Regions from separate parts of the Mus musculus genome. Here regions 2, 3, 4, 5, 6 and 7 are each linked to region 1. Evidence: chromatin contacts called from public promoter capture Hi-C and targeted proximity ligation data. All regions are on one chromosome and are shown on one strand. The core of a region is the stretch at or near the end of the contact, and the rest is flanking DNA. Distances in the headings are between cores, read along the strand shown. Region 1 holds the start of Mtbp (Mdm2, transformed 3T3 cell double minute p53 binding protein). Region 2 holds the start of Taf2 (TATA-box binding protein associated factor 2). Region 3 overlaps Deptor (DEP domain containing MTOR-interacting protein). Region 4 overlaps Deptor (DEP domain containing MTOR-interacting protein). Region 5 overlaps Sntb1 (syntrophin, basic 1). Region 6 overlaps Deptor (DEP domain containing MTOR-interacting protein). Region 7 overlaps Sntb1 (syntrophin, basic 1).

Region 1 (3,319 bases), core at 458-2,957:
TTCTAGGAGAGCTAAACACAACTATGCAATCAGAGCAGTATAGCTTAGATTCAGTATGTCTATGTGTGTGTGAGAACTGAGAAACCAGGCAAGCACTCTACCACTGAGACCCATCACTAACCCCTTTCATGCTTTTGAGACAAGAGTCTCACCAAGTTACTCAGCTTAGCCTCGAGTTCACCCTGTACCCGCCAAAGGCTTGAAATTACAACTATCCCCACTTCATTCTCTAGAATAGCTGGTATTACAGGCCTGTCTTCCAAGACATCTTTAGGTCATCTGATAAAATCACTGTCTTCAATGCCTCCAAACTAAGGAAATTATCTCTATTCCAGAAAGATCTTGTCCAGGTACTTTCATATGCATATACACAAGGATTATATGCTAGAAAAATACACTTATAAGCTTGTGGTTTCATATTAGTTATCCTAAATTTTAAACTAGCCTATGCATACGCAAAAGACAAGTTTACCACATTCCATGTGAACTAATACTTTAAAAAAGCTTGATAAATAATAGAAATACTGCCACATGTCAACTTGCTGTCAAAGTTTTAAATATTCACATCTGTTATTTACCTGATTATAGACAGGTAACAACTACATTTAAAGGAAATGTACTTCAAGTAGTGTTAGGCTAGGAGTTGTCTTGGATTAACATATCAGAAACTAATTCTTTCTCTTCTATCTAGAATCTGCTTCAGTTTCAGTATTCCCTATGAGTCAGCCTTCCGGTTGCCCAAACCAGAATTCTTAAAAGTTATTCTTGTTTCTCTTTACACCCACATTCAAATCTTTAATATATATTGTGGACTTCTTAGAACTCCAATGTTTCAGCCTGACTTGTAAAATGAGTATTTTGTGTGGTACACTAAAATAGAATTCTAACTGAATTCTCCCTTTAGCCCTTCAAAGATCTCCCATCTGTGAACAGTTTATCTTCCACCTGGCGGCTTGAGTGCTTGCTTGATCCTTCTGATGCCTAAGACTTCTAGGTCAAAACTCTACAACAGGTCTTCATTCTTTATAAACAGTCTTAAGCAGCGCAGGCTTGACTTCAAGCTCACTAAGTATCGGAGAAGGCTGGCCTTGAACTTCGGATCTTTCTCCCTCCACCTCCCAAGTGCTAGGATAACATGCGTGCACCATAATTCCAGGTTTATGCGGTGTTGGGGATGGAACCCAGGCATGCTACGCTACATCAGCTACAGCTCCACACCTTCCCTTCCCCCTCCCCTACTGTACTAAACAAAAATAAACATCTTTTAGTGGTTTTTACTGCCCCACGTCATTCAACCTATTATTTCACTTTAGCTCTCTTTCCGCAAGGAACAAAAGACACGAAAGGGGCAGACTGAGGAGAGAAAGGAGCCAAAACAAAGATATCAAGTGGTAGGCAGACTCACAACCCTCTGGTAAGTGACTCCTAAAGCATTTCTTGGGTACGGGTGTCAGCTTCCCTGAAAGCTCAGCTTCTGCACTAAATCCCTGTGAACACTGCTCTTCATTTTCGCCAGCGTACTGAGCACACTATCCTGCCCGAAACGCGCAAACTCACCTGGGGCGCCCTAGAGAAGCTGGACATGCTCTCCGACCCGCGGCGTCCTTTACTTTGCACCCGCCCCGCCGGGGAACCAGCACCACGGGTCCGGCGGGAAACACAGACACCCGAGCATGAAGGTTCCTACTGCCGTCGCGTGCGCTCATCTGCTTCCCCGCCACACTCGGGTCCCCGCCGGTAGCGGTTTCGTTATGAGAGGAGCAGAGAGTGTGGCTCCTGAGAGAATAATTTCCCACAATAATTGGCGGGAAAACCGACGTAGGACATTATTTTGCAGCCAACCTGAGCGGCAGGAAACCGGAAGTGCACGTTGCGCGCGGCTCTTTTGAGACCTAACACTGAGTCCGGGCGCGAAGAGGATGGATCGGTACTTGCTGCTGGTCACCTGGAGGGAAGGGAAGTTTCGATCCGTGGCGGGTGGGGAGATCGAGCCTGGCACTGAGGCGACATCCCTGGAGAGCACCGACAAACAGCCCGGTAAGCTCTGGGCGGAGAAGAGGCGGGAACGACCGGCGGCGGGGAAGCGAAGGATTTGAGTTTCTGATGAAATCCCGGAGGGAGGCGCATAGGTCGAATGGTCCCGGGAACGTGCAACTAACTCTCTGAAGTAGTTTCTATAAGAACTGAGCAGTAGTATGTCAATGGAAAAGATATAAAGTTGTGGGTATTAGATGCCAGTGTCCCAAGTGCTTGGTGAACTGAATATTTGCCTGGTTGAATCTTCTGGTGGCATAGTCATCGAATTTTTGCTTTTAGGGAAGGTATGCTTGCAGAAAGAAGTGTCCCTTGGCGTTCCTACCACCTTGAAGAAAGCACAGAAAGAAATGATAGGTTCTGCAGATCTGAGTTTTACATTCTATGAAGGAAACATTCCACACTAAAAAAAGAGAAATGACCAGCTTTAAAAGATTTTAGCTGCATTGCTTTTTTGGCGTACTTGACTAATCTCAATATTACGTTTTCCTTGTTTTGATTAAGCAGACATTTTTAGGAAGAAATGTATATAGTTCGTATATACTTCTTTTGGAAGGAAGTTTTGATTTCTTGTTACTGATTAGCATATACAAATGAGGAGACTTGGCTGTTTTCTCTGCGGTGTCAGCACTTGAATAGACTTGGTCAACATGTATTCTGTCTACAACTTACTGGCCTTCAGATCCTCTGATAGTGAAATGGAAACAGGCCCTAGATTATGTTAACTCTTGAGTTAGATGACTGAGTCAGGTCTTTATTTTTATAGATTTGACCGCAACCAATATTTATCACCTCTTGAAGAGAAGCATCAGCGATTCAATCCATCCAGATGACAGTACATTCCCTGGTAAGTACAGAAGTGTAATGGTAATGAAATTCCTCTCCTATCCACCACCACCCCCCACCCCCAAAGTCTGACACAGCATTTTTTTGGAAATCAGTCAGTTTGATAACCTAGGAGTACAAGAAAGACTTGTTGACTTGAGAGGCACAGGGCTATGGGGGTATCTTAAAGAAAACCTCAACTACATTACTATTCCTTCCTGATATTTGAATGTTGTAAGTTTTTATAAAAGTTATTCTGGGTTCCCATTGTGAGAGTTTTGCTTCCATATAACCCTTGCTCTCCTGGAACTCTTTATCTGTAGACCGGCCTGGCCTTGAACTCACAGAGATCTGCCTGCTTCTGTCTTCCCAAGTGCTGGGATTAAAGGCATGTGCCACCACTGCCCTGCTTGTGGAAGGGTTCTTGTCTTGAGTAAAGACAACCCGTTACAGCTCCCAC
Region 2 (3,319 bases), core at 264-2,763, 490 kb before region 1:
GAAGAGCTGGGACTTAAATCTTATCTGTGTCAAGAGATTACAGTGAAGAATCAATGGGTTAATATACATATCCCTTAAGGAATGTCTTATAGCCGGGCAGTGGTAGTGCATGCTTTAATCCCAGCACTTGGGAGGCAGAGACAGGCGGATTTCTGAGTTCAAGGCCAGCCTGGTCTACAGAGTGAGTTCTAGGACAGCCAGGGCTATACAGAGAAACCCTGTCTTGAAAAACAAAAAACAAAACAACAACAACAACAAAAAAGGAATGTCTTATAGACAAGAGCAATTCAACTAACACAGTATAATTCTATCAATCACGTTGACTCTAATAATGCTAAGCTTCACTGAGAGGTATCATGAGTTTCCTATACTGCTGAAGTAAAAACTTAAATTACAAATACTCCCTAATGTTTTCACGTTCTATCCCCAAATAGCAATGTGTGACAAATATTCCAAATGACACTCCATAAATGAACAGCTGAATCTAAGACTGCTATGACTACAGGCTGTCCTGTCTAATGCACAATGTGAAGGTGTTTGACTATAAAGACTTCCTATTGCACAATATACTTAGCATATTTGAACATTTTAATCAGGAAATGGGAAAAGGTGGGGAGAACAGAGAACAGCATGTATAGCAAACTAGACTTGAATTCTTATGTCTTATTCTGGGGCACCATATAATCTGGAAGACTATAGAATCCCCCCCAAGAACTGTGAAAGGCTGACTTATGATGACCGGGAGTGATCTTACCACAACTGATTTTCGCTGGAAGTTTATGTTGTTGATACAGACGACCTGATGGGTTGTATATATAAAAAAAAAGAAAGAAACGACTATTATTATATGAAAGCATAAATCTAAGTACGAATAGGGACTATATACTGAGCCGCTCAAAAACCACACAGTAGTTTGTCTTCGAATTCTACAAAATGAGTAACCTGCTTATTTTAAATCGAGCAACAGCCATGAAAAGGTTTGTCTTGACAAAAAAATATAGCGGTACTTTAAGAAAGGTTTATGAGCCCGTGGGCGGGGAAGGAGTATGCTGAACAATTATTCAAAACCGTTTCACCCTACAAACATCATGTCCCCTGGAGTGGGCTCTAATTTCCCACTAGTTTCCCGGACTCATCAAGTCACTCACAGAATCAATGAAAACAAAATCAGAGCAGGGCGAGAAACGGAGTAGGGGAAAGGTACTTATAATTTGTACGGCCGTGGGCTTTCGAAGCCCTTGTCTCCTTTCTTCCTGTTCATCCTGGAGGACTCTAAGCCGGTGGGCGGCATGAAGAGCTCCTGCGGGGCTCGCCTTTCAGGCTGCACGGGGCGCTGCAGCGCATTCCCGGTAGCGGCCCGTGCACCCGGAGCGCCTAGCCACCCGTCCTCCGCCTCCTGTCCCCTCCCCGACCACTCTCAGCCGCCTCCGCCCGGCCCCTGTCACACAGATGAGCCGCGCTACAGGAGCTCTAAGCGGCCGCCGCCGCCTGCGGACATCTTGCCGGTCACCTCTGACCGGTGACGTCAGAGGAAGTGGCGCGGCCGCGGAGGCAGAACCCGGAAGTCTTGTCCGGGCGTGAGTGGGCGGGGTTTGCACGATAAGTTTGGGATTTCTCGTCTGGCTTTTCTCCTTTGTCTCAAAACTATTTCTAAAATTAAGAGAGCAGAGGGAAGATTTACTGGGTGAGAAAAGGAAGATGGGGAAGGAAGGAAGGGACGTTAAGTGTTAGGCGAATCGTGCTTGTGGAAGACAAGAAGGGATGGAAGGGGCGAGGGACTAGGACCTAGTAATGGTCCCGAAACCATTGCTGTCAAGAACAAACTCACCCATTTGGACCTTGTGGTTTAAACTCCAAATGTGTAATCAGACCGCAGGGAACTCTCAAGCCAGAAGTCCCATGGCCTCCGTATTTGTCTTATGAATTAACAGATTTTCTTTTTGACATTTTTGAAGCTGTGGATTTTCTATTCTTGAGGGTTAAAGATGCAAACCAATGTCCGTTAATTCCGTTAGAGTATTGTCCATTAACATTTTCCCACCTGCACAGATTTCACTCCACCTATCTTTTTTACTCCTGACAAGGTCGTTAGCTGACTTTAAATTAATTTGAACTTTTCGTCTAAACAAAACCAATTAGGAAAATAAAGCCATAACTTTATTAAACCTTCCAAAACTAGACTTCGTTTTTCCCAATGAACATTTATTTATTAAACCCACACAAAGTAAAGGCAGAGCTCATAAATGGCTTACACAATCTTTATGCAGGACCACTTCCTCAAGCGTTCTCATTTGCTGGGACCATCGTCAGACTTATAATTTTTTACAATTCCCTCAAGGTAGCAGTAGGCTTGTTCCAAGTTGCAATCTTCTCAGAAATGCAGGTGAATGAAGTGCAGTGATAATCATACCCAGTGGAAACTGTTGTTTTAAAGATAGACTGGGGGGGCTGGTGAGATACCTCAGTGGTTAAGAGCACCGACAGCTCTTCCAAAGGTCCTGAGTTCAAACCCCAGCAACCACATGGTGGCTCACAACCATCCATAACAAAATCTGATGCTCTCTTCTGGAGTGTCTGAAGACAGCTACAGTGTACTTACATATAATAAATAAATAAATAGATAGATAAATAAATAAATATTTAAAAAAAAAAAAAAGAGGGCTGGAGAGATGGCTCAGCGGTTAAGAGCACTGACTGCTCTTCCGAAGGTCCTGAGTTCAAATCCCAGCAACCACATGGTGGCTCACAACCATCTGTAATGAGATCTGATGCCCTCTTCTAGGGTGTCTGAAGACAGCTACAGTGTACTTACATATAATAATAAATAAATCTTTAAGCAGGAGTGAGCAGGGCCAAGCTGAAGTGAGAGAGGTCAACCAGAGCGAACAGAGGTCCTAAATTCAAATTCCCAGCAACCACATGACAGCTCACAACCATCAATACAGCTACAGTGTATTCATATACATAAAAAATAAATAATAAATAAACTTTAAAAAAAAAGATAGACTGGGGAAAACTTGCTTTTTTTTTTTCCACGGAGGTGCCAATCTGCTAAAAATCTTTGCTCAGGAAGCTGGAAAGTAACATAACCATCTGTGGTCTCACTGGCTTCTTCTAGAAAGGTGGATGCGACTGTCTCAACATCACTACAGGACACAAAAGTCCATATAAATATAGATACACACACGTATGGTTGACAGGCCTGTGGTCTGGTTGAATCGCTGTTGGGGTCAATCCTTAGGCCAGTGGCTCTCAATTTGTGCATCATGACCTTTTGAGGGGTCAAAAGACTCTTTTGACAGGGTCCCGTAGTAAAATG
Region 3 (3,319 bases), core at 304-2,803, 400 kb before region 1:
TGGACAGTGAGGTGAAGGCCTTCATGAGAGGACAGAGGCTCTATGAAAAGTAAGTCCACTGCCATGTTGACTCGGGAAACGGAAGCGGGTGCTGTTCTTTGGCTTGGTTACTTATTTATTTTGAGAAAGGATGGTAGGCTGTATCCCAGGCCTGTGTTCTCATAGGATAACCTTGAATTTCTGACCCTCCTGGCTCTGTCTGCTGAGATTACAGCTGCACATCATTGTGTATGTGGTGCTGAGGATAGAACCCTGGGCTTTATGCATGCCAGGCACATGGCCTATCAACTGAGCTTCAGCCGCCCATCTGTCTGCCTCTTCCCATGTCGACCTCAGCGTGGTTCTTCATGTGGGTGGGTTACATAACTGTTCCTTTTAATGGGAGGAGGTTTCTGTCACATAGTCGCTTCTCGAGTTGCCAAAAATTAAAAGTTAGTTTCAGAAGATCCATAAAACACTTTATCAAAATCATATTCCCTATTCTTAAGACAATTGAACAAAACTCCAGAAGTGAAAACAGAAGGGCACTGTTTGATGTTTTCCATCAAGAGATGCCCATGATCTTTTCCTTATTGGGTAAATGAGACTGTTGTAGAATCTGGAGTCAGTCATATGTGCTGTGCCCAGGGGAAATGTTAGGGTCATGTCAGGTAGTTAGTGCTGAGCGCCCTTCAAGGAGCAGGATCTGTGAGGACAGTATTTCAGCTTTCAGGAAGCAAAAACATACCATATACCTAAAACATACCATATACAGCTTAGGACTACTGGGTTGGCAGGTCTGGAGTCTCCCAAGGGGTTTATCTCCAAGCTAGTCTGCTTTTCTTTCGCCTCTAGCTTTTCCTACCATCTTTAATTTTATTCAGGGCAACATTTTGAGACTGGACTGCCAAAGCAATGCCATTCCTTAATCTGGTTGTCTTGCAAGGCTTTGGACGTCGTGAAAATTCCTATTTGTCACATAAAAGATGATACAAGCATCTCCCTCTCCATAGTAGGTGGGTGTAGGTGTTACAGTGAAGGCCTAGGAAGTCAGACAAAAGAACAAGAGGATTAAGGGCTTAGGCTCAATTTTGGTCGTGAACATGGGCCTTGCTCATGCTTCATGTACCCTACCACTGATACTCCTGCCTTCTTTGTATCCCTTCCACCCAAGACCACCTGTGCTTTGCCAGTGATATGGTAAATATTTGACGAGAATCATGAATAGGGACCAGGGATGTATCTCAGATGCACACATTTACCTAGCATGTGTAAGACCAACGAGGAAGAGGGAGTGTGGCTTTGGTGTTTTGTATCGTTAGGTTTTTTTGTTTATTTGTTTGTTTGTTTGGTTGGGTGTGTGTGTGTGTGTGTGTGTGTGTGTGTGTGTGTGTGAATTCATCAATATTCCAGGACTCTATGCCTGCTATATACTTTGTAGTTATTAATAACTCAGTGGCCTCAAATTCCAAGTAAATGTATTTCTCCAAATTCCTTGCGAAATTAGCACTGGGAAAAAGAAATTTAATATGTATTTAACCTTAAGTGACCCAGCTACGGTCTCATAAACCTTGGCCACTGCTTTTGGTTGCTGGATGTTTGGGACACATTTTGGGCCGTTTGAAATGGACTCTTCCATTGTATGCATTTTCCTTGGTTTTTGAGTGATCTTTCTATGACTTTCAGGACAGGTATTATTGTGTAAGTTTTAGATACTTTAATAACATTAAAAGTGAAGAGTTGGTTATCTAGTCAGAGACTTTGTTTATCTATTTTTTTTTTAATAATTAAAGGGATTTTTTTTCCTACAGTATTTTCTCCAGAATACTTCTTTGGGGTATTTTTAACATTTACAACATGAAGGTCTTACAAGATTATGTGTTCCTTTTATTATTCTTATTTTAAGATAATAATAGTAGGAATTTATTGATTGCAGAATAACTTATTGCAAAGCTTGACTAGTAGAGGTTATTGAATTACTGCAGCATGGCTGATTTAGATGTTGTTGTTGTTGTCCCTGTTTCACAGTGGGGGAGAGGGTGTGGCAGGCAGGGAAAGCTGTCTAAAGTCCACTAATCAATCACAGCTGCACTTTGCAGCCAAACCCTGGCATTGTTGTCACTCAACTAGCAATGAGTCCTAAATCCTTCTTATTTCTCTTCATAGAGATTAAATATATTAAATAAACATTTACTCCAGAATACCTCTTACTATAAAATGTGGCCGAGGATTTGTAAGTTGTCAAGATAGAGAATTTTCAGTACCAGGATCTACAGACAGACATAAGTATGAGATCCTACTTTGGTGCCAGTATCCCTGGTGTTCTGCTAATAAGACCTGATGTGGATCTGGCCTGGAATGCCTCCTTCGTGTGGATGGGCTTTCATGGTACCAGAAGGCACCATGCAAACTTCCAAAGGAGGGAGGCAAACCACGAGCAGTCTTACCCAACTATGATGCCAATGAACCTCATCAACAACCAGCATGGCACCCCAGCCTAAGAGTGCAGTGGGGGCAAACGTCCCTTAGCAGTAACCAGTAGCTCTCTAATGTTCTCACAAGAGGGAAACCATGCCTGGCGCTAGGAGCCTAGGTAAGTAACTACTCGGTGCTAGTGAAGTCAGGGATATTGGAGGAAAATCAACAATCACTAACTTGCTAAGCCAGCATAGTCCCTAACTATAATGTATAAACACTTGTCCTTATACCCACAGGTAAGTAAGTGTAGTTCTTACCCCTCATCAAGAACACTTCTCTTTGTAATAGATGGAGACCACTACAGAACACCCACAACCAATCAAAATGCAGAGTTGTGAAGCCCAGTCCCAATGCAATATGTCTACAAAACACTCTGCACCTAAGACTCGGGGAACATTGCAGAAGATGGGGGCAAAAAGATTCTAAAACCCAGAGGACGAGGGGGTTTACTGTGGGATCCTGTCTCCTAGTAAGGTCAGAATCTACCTCCATAAATTGTCACCAACATGACGACATGACTGTCCAAAATGTGAACTGAGCAAGGATGACGCCAATGAGCATGCCCAAGTAGACAGGGAAAAACTCAGGCGACCTCAACCCTACACAAAGAACTATATTCAATGGAGGAAACCGGGTGTGGGAGAGGTGGCCCACCCCAGAGAAAAACACACCAACTGATTGTCCAGTTTCAACTGCTCAGCCCTGAAAAACATGCATACAGATCACATGATATGAACTGAGAAGATCATATTTATAAATAAGTTGTGTGTACAGATATGCATGCAGCAACAACGGAAGAGGAGGCCATAAGTCCAAAGGAGAGTGGGAAGTAAGTAATGTATGGGGAAACGTGGAGAGAGGA
Region 4 (3,319 bases), core at 537-3,036, 330 kb before region 1:
TGCCTGCACGATGCCCTCCTGCAGGCCCTGCCTACTGACCCCATCCTACCCTAGGGGAGTAGCACACAAATATTCAACCCATCGTTCTTGTCTTGTTTTCTGTATAACCAGGATCTGGAAAAAAAAGTTTTTTTTTAAATTTTTAATCTCCAGTGCCTACACCAAGGTTTATTCTCTGTCTAAATAACTGTCGTCCAAGTATCTAGGATAATCCCTGGCACTGAAGCAGAATTATTGACAGATCTAATGGTATTTTTTTGTAAAAGGGGTCAGGGAACCCGGGCGGGTACTTATTATCTACATCAGAATTTGGGTACTTAGCATTTGCATCATGGCTTCAGATATTTTATAGCCATGATCTCTTTGATTTTTCCAACCTCTTATGAGGATGTTTGGAAAAAAACCTCCCTACTTTATAACTGAGGAGATAAGGACCCAGTTAATCCCTTTCCCAGTGTCACTCAGCATATAAATGTCAGGGCTAGATTCAAATTATCATGCTGCTGGTGATGTTGGTGGTTGTTGTTGCTGCTGCTGCTGCTGTTTTGAGACAGAGTTTTACTTATCTACTCCAGGGTAGCCAGGATACTATTTATTATGTTGCCTAAGTTAGAACAAAGATGTTATTTCAAGATATAGAAACTGTTGAGGCAGAGCACAGTAATTGGTAAGTCCCAGTAGGTCATTAAATGTGTGGTGAAGTACTTAAGGGTGCATAACCTTGCATGTCTCCTACAGAAGGGAATTTATATTCTTTTCAAACATGTTTATAGAATGGTCACGTGCTATAGCTGAGGGTAGTGTTGAACACCTTTGGTCCCGGCACAAGAGAAGCAGAGGCATTTGGATCTCTATGAGTTCCAGGCCAGCCTGGTCTACAGAATGAGGTCCAGGACATCCAGGGCTATACAGAGAAACCCTGTCTTGAAAAACCAAAAGGACAGAGACAGAAAGGGAAAGAGCAAGGAGAAAGAAAAACAGACAGACACACACACACACAGGGGGAGCGGGAGCAGGAGAGGGAGAGAGGGGGGGGGGGGATGAGAATGGTCACATGCTCACCTGGATTGGTTTGAAGAAGATCAAATAAATAACTTGTTCTTGGCTTCAGCCTCTCACTTGGACCAGAACTAGATCTTACAGGGTCACCCAAGGGAACACTCCAAAACACTCCCTTTTGTTTGTTTAATCAAGCCCTTGTATCAAGCCCTTGTTAGAGCAAACCATTCAACCTTCAGGCTCCCTCAGACTTGTGCCATTCTTACAAAGACAGAACCAGAGAAGTCCAAGGTCTTCTCTCTCTCCCTCTCTCTCTCTCTCTCTCTCTCTCTCTCTCCCCCTCCCTCCCTCCCTTCTTTCGAGAATAATTAGATCTGTGAGAATCAGCACTTGAGTGTTCCTGCTGGCCTATGCCAAGTCTCACAGGCACTTCTAGACTCCTGGCTCCTTTTCTTGTTTCCTGCTGTGCTGAGTTGATGGATGTTGGCTTACTTCCTCCCCTTGTTTGTTTCTTTGTATGTTTATATAAAAACAACTACCTGAGTCACAGTACCAAGTGAATGGCATTGCCTCCTTCTGCACTGCAAGAAACCTTCCTTTCATCTAGAGAAAACATTTCCAAAATCCTCCTCATTAGTCTTCCTTTCCCATGTATGTTGCTTGGAACTTTCCTCTCAGGACAAGAGAGACCAGATTCCTACCCAGTCAGCGTAGAGTGACCACCAAAGCAGATAGGAAAAAAAACCTCCCTGGGCTCTGAAAGAGCTCTCAAATAGTTTGTTTTTCAATCAGTAGCTACTGATTGCTGCCCTGGCCTGCTTGTCACACTGGGCCATCATGGGATTGACAGGTGAGCAGAGAAGACATTAGGCAACTTATCCAGGATTGGATATATAATTATGTGTACATATAACTGATTACATGTAAGTCACATACATATATAATTATGTGTCTCTGAGATCCTACCACTAAAGGAAAGAGAGTGCTGGCACTTTTTACAGGGTGGGAAGGGGGTGAAAGGAGGGCTTCCCTGAGGAGAGAAGAATTGAGCCAAGGTCTAAAGAATGAGCAGAAATCAGATCAATGTGTGGCTGTGAACTCGAGACATCTGTGTCAAAGATTGTGTCTTTAGAACACGCACGTCCCTTTTCTCTGCTTCTGAGTCACAGAGAAAGTAAGGTGTTTACCTTTGCCCCATATTCCCCTTGGCAACAATGTTGTGTCTAAGCTCATGTGACCAACACAAGTGACCGTGGACCTGAACTCTCAGAATCTATGCGCCAAAATTAATCTTGTAAGTTGTTTCTATTGGGTAATTGTTTTTACAACAAAGTAAAAGTCACCAATACAGTTTCATAAATAAGGAGGTAAATACAAATTAAAACTTAACTTGTTGTTGGAATTATTTAATCTCAATTGGAGGAATCTACCCTGACTTTGATCATTCAGTTCCTAGACAGAAGACACACAACTAACTTTTATTATTATAATAAGCCTTAATCAGCACTGGAGCTGGGCAGATATCTACCCTCTAAGCTATTGGAATCTACTTCCCCATCAATAACCCTGGATTACAATTTGCCATAGGCCTGGGGGGGTGGGATATTTAGCATTACAATACATGGGAAAAACCCCAAAACTCAACAATAACTAAAACATCTATAAAGAATTCAAACAGCTCATCTGGGTCTGGCCTATGATCCCAGCACTTGGGAAATAGAGGCAGGAAGATCAGAAGCGAAGTCATTCTTGGCCACACAGTGAATTCAAGACCAGCTTGAACTTTGTGAGACCTTGTGTCAAGAACAAATTTTAAAATGTCCTACTTCACCACATGTGCCACGTAGATCATAGGACATGTCTGTCACTCCACATCCCTAATGCTTTTCTTCCGTCGACCCCTCCACCAGTGGCAACTCGTGATGGGATTCTTTTTTTTCTTTTTTCTTTTTTTCTTTCTTTTTTTTTTTTTTTTTTTTTGTCATTAGATTTTTAAAGCCAGTGGGATCCTTGTGACTTGGTAACTTCAGGCAACTGACTTCATTTCTCTCTGACTTGTCTTTGCTGATGACATATATATGGCATCTTCTTCGGGGCTGGAGGGGGAGGTCACGTACATAGACCCGTTCCCAACCATAACAGATATACTGCCCCTCCTTCCTTCTCCTCAGAGTGAATGTGTTGGCAGGTTCCCAAGAGGCAATACCCCATATAATACTATACTCTTCAAGAACATAACACTGATGAGGTGCATTTTAGAGAAGTGATAGATTCATGTTAATAAAAAGTTTAAAATAAATCTGATCTGAAGCTTTCTTCA
Region 5 (3,319 bases), core at 597-3,096, 330 kb after region 1:
GGGTGGGTGGGTAAGGGGGACTTTTGGTATAGCATTGGAAATGTAAATGAGCTAAATACCTAATTAAAAAAAAATGAAAAAAAAAAAAAAAGAAATCAAATACAAAAAAGATGAAAACCCAAAAAAAAAAAAAAAAAGAGCTACAAATGCAGGTGACTAAAACACCCCAGAATTACAAATAAGAAGAAATTGATTGAATCTGAGATCATGATCGGAACCTTAACAAAAAATGACACATAGACTAGGATTTTATCCATTAAGAAGGAAGAAAATAGCTTTCCTGTCAGTAGGAGACATGCGCATGTCTGGCAGGTTCAATACCTGTTGAGATATTGGCTCATCCATCCATTCAGTCAGTTCATTTATTCATGATGCACTTATTCATCAAGTTTCTGTGCATGTCTGCTTCCATGTGGGCTCTGGGTATACTGCACTGAGGAAAACACTGGGGCCACTTCAAAAAGAAAGGGTAGGTGTCAGGACTTTAAGCTTTGGTTGTATCCAGATAGTCATGAGAACTCTTATCAAAGAAATTGAAGGGCAAGCAAATGACAGAATAATACCTTCTATTATGTAAAACTGTCCTGGTCAAATGGAAACCATAAAAATACAGAGGTAAAATGTGGTCAGGAAGAGAGCTCACCGAGTAAAGTTCTTGCCAAATAAGCATGAAGACCTGAGTTAGATTCCTAGAACTGATGTAAGAAGTCAGGTGTGGTGGCACACTGGTGAAATTGCAGAGAGAGGGAGGAGGAGGGAGGGGGAGGGAGCGAGAGGGGAAAGTGGAGGGAGCAGGAGAGAGACTGTGTGTAAGACAGTCATGATTCTTTGGATGTGACAAGCCAGTCTGGCCTAAACAGCAAGCTCCAAGTCACGGTACGATCCTGTCTCAAAAACCAAGGTGGATAGTTCCTGAGGCATGACATTCCAGGTTGACCTCTGACCTCCATGTGTAGAGCATACTTGAATAGGACTTGGGCTTGGGTATAGAGAAACACCTACAGATTTGAAAACCATGCTCAGGTGATCAGAGAAAGACCTAGAGTGCAGCTCACTGGCTGTGAAGATGGAGAGAGTGTAAATCTGTCACCCAGCAGAGAGGTGCTGAGAAGAGGAATGTGTACCAAGAGAGGGAATGATGGTTTGGGTTGGGGGAATCTTAAGGATTGCCTGGATCATACATTCAGGAGTGTCCATGACATCTGCCTGTCTACCCATCTCTCTCTCTCTCTCTCTCTCTCTCTTTCTCTGTCTCTCTCTGTCTCTGTCTCTCTCTCTGTGTCTATCTCTCTCCCTCTCCATATATATATATATATACATATACATACATATATATGTATATAATTATATATATGATCTATCTATCTATAATTATATACCTATATCTACATCTATAATTGTATACATATATATGTGTATATATGATACATCTATCTATAATTATATATGTATATAATATCTATCTATACTTATAAACATATATATATATATATATATACAGAGAGAGAGAGAGAGAGAGAGGGAGAGAGAGAGAGCGAGGAGATAACTATGCAGGTCCAATGTGAGCCTGACTAACTAAAGCAAAGTTCTTCCTGCCTGGTGTTGTGCCCAGCAGAAATATTTAATCCCAGCTTCCCTTTGAAGCCAAATCTCTTTGCTCGATCCATATCCACGGTGAATGGTGCTCTGAATAGGACCTGTTGACCTGCAGGCTATCAGCCACGTCTGCTGAGTCAGTGGTTCTTCCCTTAAAAGTAGCAAGTGTTAGAGAGCAAGGAGATAATGTCTAGGGTTGATCAAGGAAATGTAGCCTAAGCACATTATTAAAGTGACGGTGGTAACTACAGGAAGAGCTAAATATGGAAACTGTTCAAAGTGGTTTCCTTTGAGAAATGAACCAGAGACTGAGGAGAGAGGGTGAGGTCCAGCAGCTGAGGCTGCAGAGCACGCTTTGTGTTTTAAACCTGCTGATGGATGACAGTGGAAAGGAAAAAGGACAGACTAAACGTTCCTAACATATGCCTTAACTCGTCACTGATTGCAGAAATGTTAAATTTAGAATCACAGCATCACAAACTGTAGAATCTCTTCTCTTCCACTTTCCAAACAAACAAGTTGAGCGATAAGTCGAGGGGGTTACCAAAGCCAAGGGGCAAGGACCAAAAGAGGGAATGTGAATGTGGCAGCACTACTAGATCTGTGATTTATTCTGAATTTCAAAGATCAGAGACTGGATGCATTCTCATCCAGGGACTTATGGTCAATTCTACAGGCCCTTCTGGATGTGTATTGTACTGCAATGGAATCTCCCTAGACTGTATGAAAGTCCAATGCAAATGATGAACAGGACTTGAAATTTCCAAAGTGAAAGTCTATTTCAGGGAGGTAGAGGTCAGAGGCCCCCAGCCTATACATGGTTATACTATTCATTGGTGTGGTGACTTGGTCAGGGGTATCTGTTTCTATGGTTAGGATAGCAAAGTATCACAAAGCAGTGTCAGATCGACAGGAATGCATAGTTTCCTAGCTCTGTCAGCTAGAAGCACAAGCAGGTTGTCCACTGGGCTACTTCCCTGGCAGAGACTATGGGCACAGGGCATCCTCCCATAACTAGCATAAGACTCATCATCTTCTCTTAGTCATGTATTCACATGGTATCCATCCCTGAACGTCCACAGTTCAAATCTCTTCTTCACATAAGTAATATTGGATTAAGGGCATAGTCTAGTCTAGAAAGATGTTAACTAACGGCATTTACAGAAATCCTTCATCCAATTAAGTTTAACTTTTGAGGGACTAGGGAATCAGAGTTCAATATATTACTTAGGGATTGGGCACAACTCATTCCATAACACCTAGTGATAACCAAATCCTTGAAATGTTGCCCCTAAAGATTTACAGTGACAACTGAAATTATTTGCTGTTGGGACTATATCCCATTGACAGCTAAATTAGGTGGATAACAAAGATTTATGTTTTAGGAACTAATTTCTCCCTTTTAAATCCTCTGTTAAATTAACTGGGTAATGCTAATTATAACTTTATCTCATTAATGAATGTACTCTCTAGGACACTTTTATAGGATGCAATAATAATTGCAAATAAATATGAAAAGTATGTATAGCTATGGTATATTATGAGGTATATCACGCATATGAAGCTATGCTATAAATGGAAAAATGTTATTTAACAGGTTCTCACGCAACAACATAGAAAATATTCACTCAATAGACACACTCAAAAGTTGAAGCCTCAGGTAGACATTTTAGGTGTCTCCTCTGTTTTAACTGTATGACTGAACAAGTCTGCGGGCCTCCCT
Region 6 (3,319 bases), core at 484-2,983, 310 kb before region 1:
GCGCGCACACACACACACACACACATACATACAGGTGTGCCCTTGCTCACACATATGGGCTGATATGGATACAGATGCTCATGTCTACATGTACGTGTGGAAGCCAGAGGACAGCCTCCAGTGCCATTCTCAGGAGCACTCTCCACCTCAGTCTGGGACAGTCTTTCAATCGTCTGGAACTAACCAGTTAGGCTAAGATGACTGACAAGCATGTTCCAGGGACCCTTCTGTCTCCACTTCCTCAGAGACTGCAAGTGCCACGGTGTCTCTGGTCCTCATGATTGCAAAGCAAGCACTTTACCAGCTGAGCTATCTTCCCAGTCTGGTTCCAGTCATTAAGGGGCTCTTGGTCTGGGTGGTGTCTACAACAGCTCAAAGCATTCTACTTAGGCATTTTCCTACTGCCGTACTCACTTGGTACCTTGGCCCTGCTTTCTGTGTTACTTAATCAGGCTTCCCCCACTTCACTCCCTTTCCTTGAGATTTTGTTTTTATTTTATATATGTGGGTGATACACTGCACGTATGGCTGCGCACCATATACATATAATATCAGAGGAGGCCAGCAGAGAGCATCAGGTCCTCTGGGACTGGACTTACGGATGGTTGTGAACTCCCACGTGGGTCCTGGGAACTGAACCCAGATTCCCTTGAAGAGTAGCCAGGTCAGTAGTCTTCACAGCCAAGCCATCTCTCCAGCCTCAGACTCTTTCCCATCCATGTCTGCTTACCTTTCTCCTGATCAGTCAGGAGGCCGTTTGTTTGAATGCAACACTTCTGGGCTGCACATTCAGTGAGATGGGTGAGTGCAGATTTCTGGGCTCTGAACTGGTGCACCAAGGTGTTGTGTTTCTCCTAGGTCTCACCCTCACACCCCACCCCCACCCCCACCCCTGCTTCTGCTGTGGTAGGCTCCCACCATGTGTGAGTGACTGTGGTAGGCTCCCACCATATGTGAGCATGTGCAGAGTCACACAGTCCCAGGGACATTCCATCGGTCTGGCATGTCTGCCAGGCCTGGTGAGGAGAGAGGAATGAAGAGACAGGATGTCTTACTTCACTTGGCTTTCCATCAGAAGGACGACTGGAGTTCTGCCTGGGGGTTCATGGCAACTTGGTGACGCCCTGACATGTACTGGGTGCTACCTCCTTCATCCTGCTAACTCTTTAACCACCAGTGTTGTTGCATGAGACTTCCCTCCCTAAGCCTGTTTGCTCGGAACTACGCCCTAATCTCTGCTTCATGTGTCACAGGAAGGTTTTGTTCCCAGTCTTCATTAATAAGCATGCGATCCTGTCCCCTCGTTTGGAGGTCAGAGCCCTATGTCCCTGTGGGTGATAAAGTTGATTGTTTTCCTTAGAACTGAGGAAATGAAGGTCAAGCTCACTGGGTACTGTTATTTGCCTGGCATGTGTGAAGCTCTGGATTCGATCCCAACTGAAGGGACAAGGATTCTCAGTTCAAGGACAGCCTCCGCTCTACTGTGAATTCAAACCCTGGGCCACATGAGACTCTGTCTCCAAATAAGAAGAGAGGGTCTAGGGAGATAGGATAAAACGCTCAAGTTAGGATCTCCAGTACCCGTGCAAAAGCCAGGCGGAGTAGTGTGCCTGCAATCCCAGCTCTAGAGAGGTGGAGATGGACTCCCTGACTCACTACCCAGCCAATCTACTGAGTCATTGAGCTCCAGATTCACTGAGGGTTCCCCTGTGTCAAAAGCAGTAAGGTAGAGAGTGATTGAGGAAGATACGTGACATCAACCTCTGACTTCTATACACATGCAAACACACACCCACAACTGAGGGAATGAGTCAACTGCAATATAATCTTGGCAAACAGGTATGTCTGTTAAAGATATATACAAGTGAAAGAAAAGCATGACTGCTTCACCAGTCACTTCCAGGAGGTGGACAGCTAAGCCTCCAGCCCAGTGGGGAGAAATTATATTCCTAAAGTGACCTGTCCAGCCAGCACCAGTCATACCTTCTGTGTGTTTATGCGGGTGTGCTTTTTAGCAAAGAGAACTAATTTCCCTCCAGGCTATGTGCTTCCTGCTGTTACTTGTAATGTGTGTTGATTTGCCAAGAAAGCATGGGGTACCAAAGGCGCTAACTGAAAAGCCCACCTCCATGGGCTACCTCACAGGTACATGGTGGGACCTGTGGAGCTACATCATTTAGAACATTTAAGCAAGGATGCAGAAACTGCTTGAACCACAGTTATTGAGGCCTCTTAGGGAGAGGTGACGTCTTTCCAACAGCCGGACTCTAAAAATACCACCATAGATACAAGCATGAGTAAGGTTCTGAAGACATTTTTTCTTTATTCTGGGAAACGATTTGAAACATCTCAGTTTATGTTATTGGTGAGAAATGATTGCTTTGTTACATGGAAGAATGGGAGAATTATTCTTATCCTGTGTGTGTGTGTGTGTGTGCACGCGCACCCACAGAGGATTGACATGCATGTATGCAGACATCAGAAAAAAATACTGCAAGTCTTGCTGTGTCATTTTCCACTACCTCTTGAGACAGAGTCTCTCAAGGAACCTAGAGCTCAATGGATTCCTTCTCCTCTTTCTCTCTCTCTCTCTCTCTCCCTTCCCATTCTCCTGTCTCCCCCTCCCCCATAGAGGAGTTATAGGTAGGCATGTGAGACCATACCTACCTTTTACCTGTGTAACATGTAGTTTTTACTTCCCCAATTTAAGCTCTGGGCAGACCTTACACTACCAGCCCCACCCAGGAGCCACCCTGGATCTGTGGGTGAAACACACACACACACACACACACACAAACTTATTTTTAATATGCTTTTGGCTCAATGGCAAGATACTTCTAAGCCTCCCACAGCTAATGTGCCCTTATCTTCATTCCCAGCTCAACACCACTAATTCTGCCCTCAACTTTGTTGCTCATTTACCTTTAGTACTAGCTCAGCACCCTAAATCTGCCCTCTGCTTTAGTTGCATTTCTAGTCTCCTGCTTGCTATCCCAGTTGGGAAATGCCCAATGGCCACTCTACCCGAGATCTCAGATGGCTGGTGACTCTCGCTCCCTCTGAAGCATGGAGAAATCTTTTCTCCTTCTGCATCTGCTAGCCTGCCTACAGGAACCTCGAAGTCCCACCTGTTCTGCCTAGCCATTGGCCGCTAGCATCTTTATTGATCTATCAAGAACCAACTGGGGAACAGGACCTTCAGTGTTCACATGCAGATTCCCCATCAAAGCATCAGCACCACCCCTACACACCTGGGTGCTGGACCTTTCAGCTCAGATGTCCATTCCTTTGCAGCAAACACTCAAGCACTTTTACCCAG
Region 7 (3,319 bases), core at 320-2,819, 310 kb after region 1:
ACCATGGTAATGAACCTCAGAGCATACACATGAGGGGGTTTCTAGACTGGGTTAACTGAGTTGAGAAACAGCACCTTAAATAGGCAGGGGTTCCTAGTTCAGATACAAGGGAGAACTAGAGCTGGGTATGAGCAATCATTTCTCTTGGGTTCTTGACTGCCCTGTGATGTGGCCAGCCTCCTCCCGCCATGCCTCCCCTACCCGCACTCCTGCCATGCTGGGTTGGAACTTCCATCTTCGAGCCAAATAATTCCTTTCTGAAGTTGCTTTTGTCAGAAATTTTATCCTGACAAGAAGAGAAATAGATAGTCCAAGGCAATACATTTGACTGAATAGGAAGGTAATATCCTTAAATCATGAAGAACAACTATAAAAGTTAATTAACTGAACAGAAAAATGAGTGACGACTATAAACGAGACATCAAAAGGCCCTTGAATCTGTAATAAGGCCAACTCACCAGAAATGGGACTTATAAATAGGATTTCGTGTTGCTTGTGATCAACCCCTGTTCCTTCACCATTGTACCACTGCAGTCGAATCCCAGTTAGTAGCAGATGAGAGCCGAAAAGAATTTCAAGGCTCAGTTCTTATTTATGAAATAGCCTCTCAGGAAATCCAAGGCAATAGATAAAACAAAATCAAGGACATGTGGAAAAATCTTAGCTTCTCACACCTTCAGCTATCACAGACAATAAACACAGCTCAACTCAAGAGGCAAAAAAGTTAAAAAAAAAAAACAAAAAAAAAACAAAAAAAAAACCCCACATGGTGCATTAGAAGTGGTACATAACTGACAGCTAACTGACTTCTGTCCTTAAACTCTCTAAGCTGGTTCAACACTATTCCAGTTGTCCTCACTGGATCCTAACAGCACCAGAATTTCATTTCTGTCCCCACAGTAGCAATCAGGAAGCTGTGACTCATACAAGGTGATAACTACAGAGCTTGCTCTACAGAGGGAAGTTAGGGCCTAGAGGTATATCTAGCCAGGGCCCTTTCACTTTTAATCATTTATGATCACACATACAAGTTTAAAAAAACTTATAACACTTTCTTCATTTATATATCTGTGTGAGGGTTATGGGCATCTACCTATCTATCTATCTATCTATCTATCTATCTATCTCTATGAATGAATATATGTCTGAAGGCCAGAGACCAACCTTGTGTTTCATTTCTTAGGTGATTGTTTACCTTGTTTTTTAGGGTACTTACTGGCCTAGAACTTGCCAAGTAGGCTGTGTTAGTTAGCCAGTGGGTCCCGGGCTTCTGCCTATTTCTACCTCCTGGGTCCTGGGATTGCAGACATCTTATAAAAAGGCTGATATTTTATGTGGGCTCTGCAGATAAAACTCAGCTCCTCATACTTGCACAGCAAACATTTGATTGATAGCTCCCAACCTGTGAACATTTTCTCTAATAGTTAAATATATTAGTATTTTTTTTAATTGAAGAGGTCCACTTCTAGACCCTTCCATATTCACAGAATGGCAATCTTAATAAGGTAGGTATGAACCTGGATTTTCTAAGTCATTGCTTCCCAGACACCTTTATCCACTACTCTGAGTTGTTTTGACTACAGTTTTGAGTAGATACAGGATGCTTGTTGGAGCAGCCAGACACCTGCAACAGAAGGATTTCTTCTTATCAAAATAGTAACTCAAGTTACAAATCACATTAAGGCTGACTTCCAGCAGTCCATGGACTTTTAGCTCATGGATTGCTGGTTCTCAATAAAAGTAAAGTCATTGAAAGAGATTTGACATGGTTCTTTGCTGAGAATAAGTCTGATGCATTTTCAAAAACCAACCTGTTTCCCTCAACTTCTCTGAAGCTTTCTACCACTGAAACAGCACTACTGATCAGAAGCCTCAATGACTATGGATCCCAAAGGGCAGCATTTGAGTATTCTGTGTGCCCTGGCTGTATTTTATAGGTTAAAAACTGGATTTCAAGAGGTACACAAGAGAGCACTCTGAGAGCAGGAGCTGGCCTGGGACTCAGTGTTTCTGTGGATGTCCTTCCTGTCACCACTGTTCTATTCACTAACAAAAGCCTTGCTGTTTCCAGCCAATTGTAGGTCCAGCACAGTGCACTTCACTGGGGTGGCAGTTCTGCAAAGCAGTCAAAATGATTACCAGGATGGAACCAGACAGGAAACCCACTTCCTTTATGCCCGCATCAGGATGAAAAGAGGGACAGCAGACAGTGAAAGGCTGTGCATCCGGGCTGAACCCTGTGCTGTCACCTCTTGTTACCTGCATGAAAGAAGGCAATTGTTTGGATTTGAGGACTGGACGAGTTTCTTGATTTTCAGATCCAGCCACTGTTCACTCACAGGCTGTTGGCTGGCCAAATCCAATGCCATATATTCTGTTTAGTCCCTGGTTCAAGAGACAGTGTAGACTGCTTTTAGCCTTATTGCCTAATATGATTTCATTAATAGTCCTCTCCATGTTTTGGTGGCACTCCAGTTATGGCCTTTGGGGACAGATGGCTTGCTGGTTTTCTTTGTTTATATGCCACAACCCTGGTCTGTGTTCTGGGTACTGGTGAGCATTTAGGCTTGATAGAAACAAAACAAAATTTAATTTAAAACAAAGCAGAATTTAATCCTAACAGGATACTAATGAAGACTGATAATATTTATTGAATAATACTTTATAAAAATAACTACAATGTGAATACAAGGTACTCATATATCAACAGTATGCATAGATGAGAAAACTGGAGGTCATTAGTACACAGATAACAGTAGCCCTGAGACTGAACCAAGCTCCAAAGCTCCATCTCTCTCTACAGCCCCAGTGGGGTTTGTTTGTTTGTTTGTTTTGGTTCGGTTTGTTTGTTTGTTTGTTGATATTTAGACATTATGAGTCTGGGCCATCTCTAGCTACACACACCTATGTTCTAAGTGCTGTGTGCTGATGATAGCTCTCTGTCAGATGCATAGGAAGGATTGCAGAATAAGGATGCTATCTTCCTGGAATACTCAGGGAAATGGTTAGCCCACTAAGTCTCCGAGAAAATGGCAGCTAGGAGGTTGGTTCCACCTTGGGATCCAAATTGTTCTTCATAGGCAAGGTGAGATTGTACTTCTATATGGATGGCTGGTCTCTGTTTTACCATGGCAGGGAGTCAGGGGCATGGTGCAGGAGTAATTCTCTCTTCATAACCACCTAGTAGACATCTGGGAGTTGCGTGGCTACCTTGTTTATATACCAGAAGAGTAGAAAACAAGAGTATCATTTATATTTAGTATGTGGCATTTGTAGGTCACTTAAAAATGCAACCACAACAAGATAACACAGAAAAAAA

Evidence for each region. Promoter capture Hi-C pulls out the DNA fragments that hold promoters and counts their contacts.
Region 2: a targeted proximity ligation map of the SCID.adh cell line shows a contact between it and region 1, with 33 read pairs. A contact is called at or near these places in 19 of 39 promoter capture datasets (the C10 cell line, the HPC-7 cell line, HPC-7-derived erythroid cells and 14 more), 4 of 484 Hi-C or Micro-C datasets (the G1E-ER4 cell line, bone marrow-derived macrophages, germinal center B cells and 1 more), 30 of 130 datasets of targeted methods (the 230-238 cell line, DN3 thymocytes, the SCID.adh cell line and 16 more) and 3 of 9 other capture datasets (adipose tissue, liver and macrophages).
Region 3: a promoter capture Hi-C map of liver shows a contact between it and region 1, with 3 times the contacts expected there. A contact is called at or near these places in 8 of 39 promoter capture datasets (the 3T3-L1 cell line, 3T3-L1-derived adipocytes, the HPC-7 cell line and 5 more), 6 of 130 datasets of targeted methods (the SCID.adh cell line, bone marrow-derived macrophages, embryonic stem cells and 2 more) and 2 of 9 other capture datasets (adipose tissue and embryonic stem cells).
Region 4: a promoter capture Hi-C map of liver shows a contact between it and region 1, with 2.3 times the contacts expected there. A contact is called at or near these places in 2 of 39 promoter capture datasets (liver and pre-B cells), 5 of 130 datasets of targeted methods (the SCID.adh cell line, bone marrow-derived macrophages, fibro-adipogenic progenitors and 2 more) and 3 of 9 other capture datasets (adipose tissue, liver and pancreatic islet).
Region 5: a promoter capture Hi-C map of liver shows a contact between it and region 1. A contact is called at or near these places in 6 of 39 promoter capture datasets (the C10 cell line, the HPC-7 cell line, cranial neural crest and 2 more), 4 of 484 Hi-C or Micro-C datasets (cerebral cortex, embryonic stem cells, myocytes and 1 more), 4 of 130 datasets of targeted methods (bone marrow-derived macrophages, embryonic stem cells and stem cell-derived neural progenitor cells) and 2 of 9 other capture datasets (adipose tissue and liver).
Region 6: a contact with region 1 is called in a targeted proximity ligation map of pancreatic cancer cells. A contact is called at or near these places in 1 of 39 promoter capture datasets (macrophages), 6 of 130 datasets of targeted methods (the NIH/3T3 cell line, the SCID.adh cell line, bone marrow-derived macrophages and 3 more) and 2 of 9 other capture datasets (adipose tissue and liver).
Region 7: a contact with region 1 is called in a promoter capture Hi-C map of the HPC-7 cell line, with 2.6 times the contacts expected there. A contact is called at or near these places in 11 of 39 promoter capture datasets (the 3T3-L1 cell line, 3T3-L1-derived adipocytes, the C10 cell line and 6 more), 2 of 484 Hi-C or Micro-C datasets (CD4 T cells and embryonic stem cells), 3 of 130 datasets of targeted methods (CD8 T cells, embryonic stem cells and memory CD8 T cells) and 3 of 9 other capture datasets (adipose tissue, liver and macrophages).

What each region holds. Positions count from the first base shown.
Region 1 is chr15:55,555,701-55,559,019 of GRCm38.p6, forward strand. Mtbp (Mdm2, transformed 3T3 cell double minute p53 binding protein) reads left to right here and starts at 1,708. Exons shown (of 22, transcript NM_134092.3): 1 at 1,708-2,037; 2 at 2,801-2,881. The coding sequence starts at 1,920. It overlaps Mrpl13 (mitochondrial ribosomal protein L13), which reads right to left and starts at 1,612. Exons shown (of 7, transcript NM_026759.3): 1 at 1,558-1,612. The coding sequence starts at 1,584.
Region 2 is chr15:55,070,639-55,073,957 of GRCm38.p6, forward strand. Taf2 (TATA-box binding protein associated factor 2) reads right to left here and starts at 1,514. Exons shown (of 26, transcript NM_001081288.1): 1 at 1,209-1,514; 2 at 755-809. The coding sequence starts at 1,291.
Region 3 is chr15:55,151,863-55,155,181 of GRCm38.p6, forward strand. It overlaps Deptor (DEP domain containing MTOR-interacting protein), which reads left to right. Exons shown (of 9, transcript NM_145470.3): 3 at 1-49. Among named protein-coding and RNA genes, the nearest start is that of Gm9920, 40 kb to the left of the region's middle.
Region 4 is chr15:55,222,850-55,226,168 of GRCm38.p6, forward strand. All of the region lies in intron 8 of Deptor (DEP domain containing MTOR-interacting protein), which reads left to right. Among named protein-coding and RNA genes, the nearest start is that of Gm26296, 38 kb to the right of the region's middle.
Region 5 is chr15:55,882,670-55,885,988 of GRCm38.p6, forward strand. The region is part of intron 1 of Sntb1 (syntrophin, basic 1); the gene reads right to left. Among named protein-coding and RNA genes, the nearest start is that of Sntb1, 23 kb to the right of the region's middle.
Region 6 is chr15:55,244,073-55,247,391 of GRCm38.p6, forward strand. All of the region lies in intron 8 of Deptor (DEP domain containing MTOR-interacting protein), which reads left to right. Among named protein-coding and RNA genes, the nearest start is that of Gm26296, 17 kb to the right of the region's middle.
Region 7 is chr15:55,862,517-55,865,835 of GRCm38.p6, forward strand. All of the region lies in intron 1 of Sntb1 (syntrophin, basic 1), which reads right to left. Among named protein-coding and RNA genes, the nearest start is that of Sntb1, 43 kb to the right of the region's middle.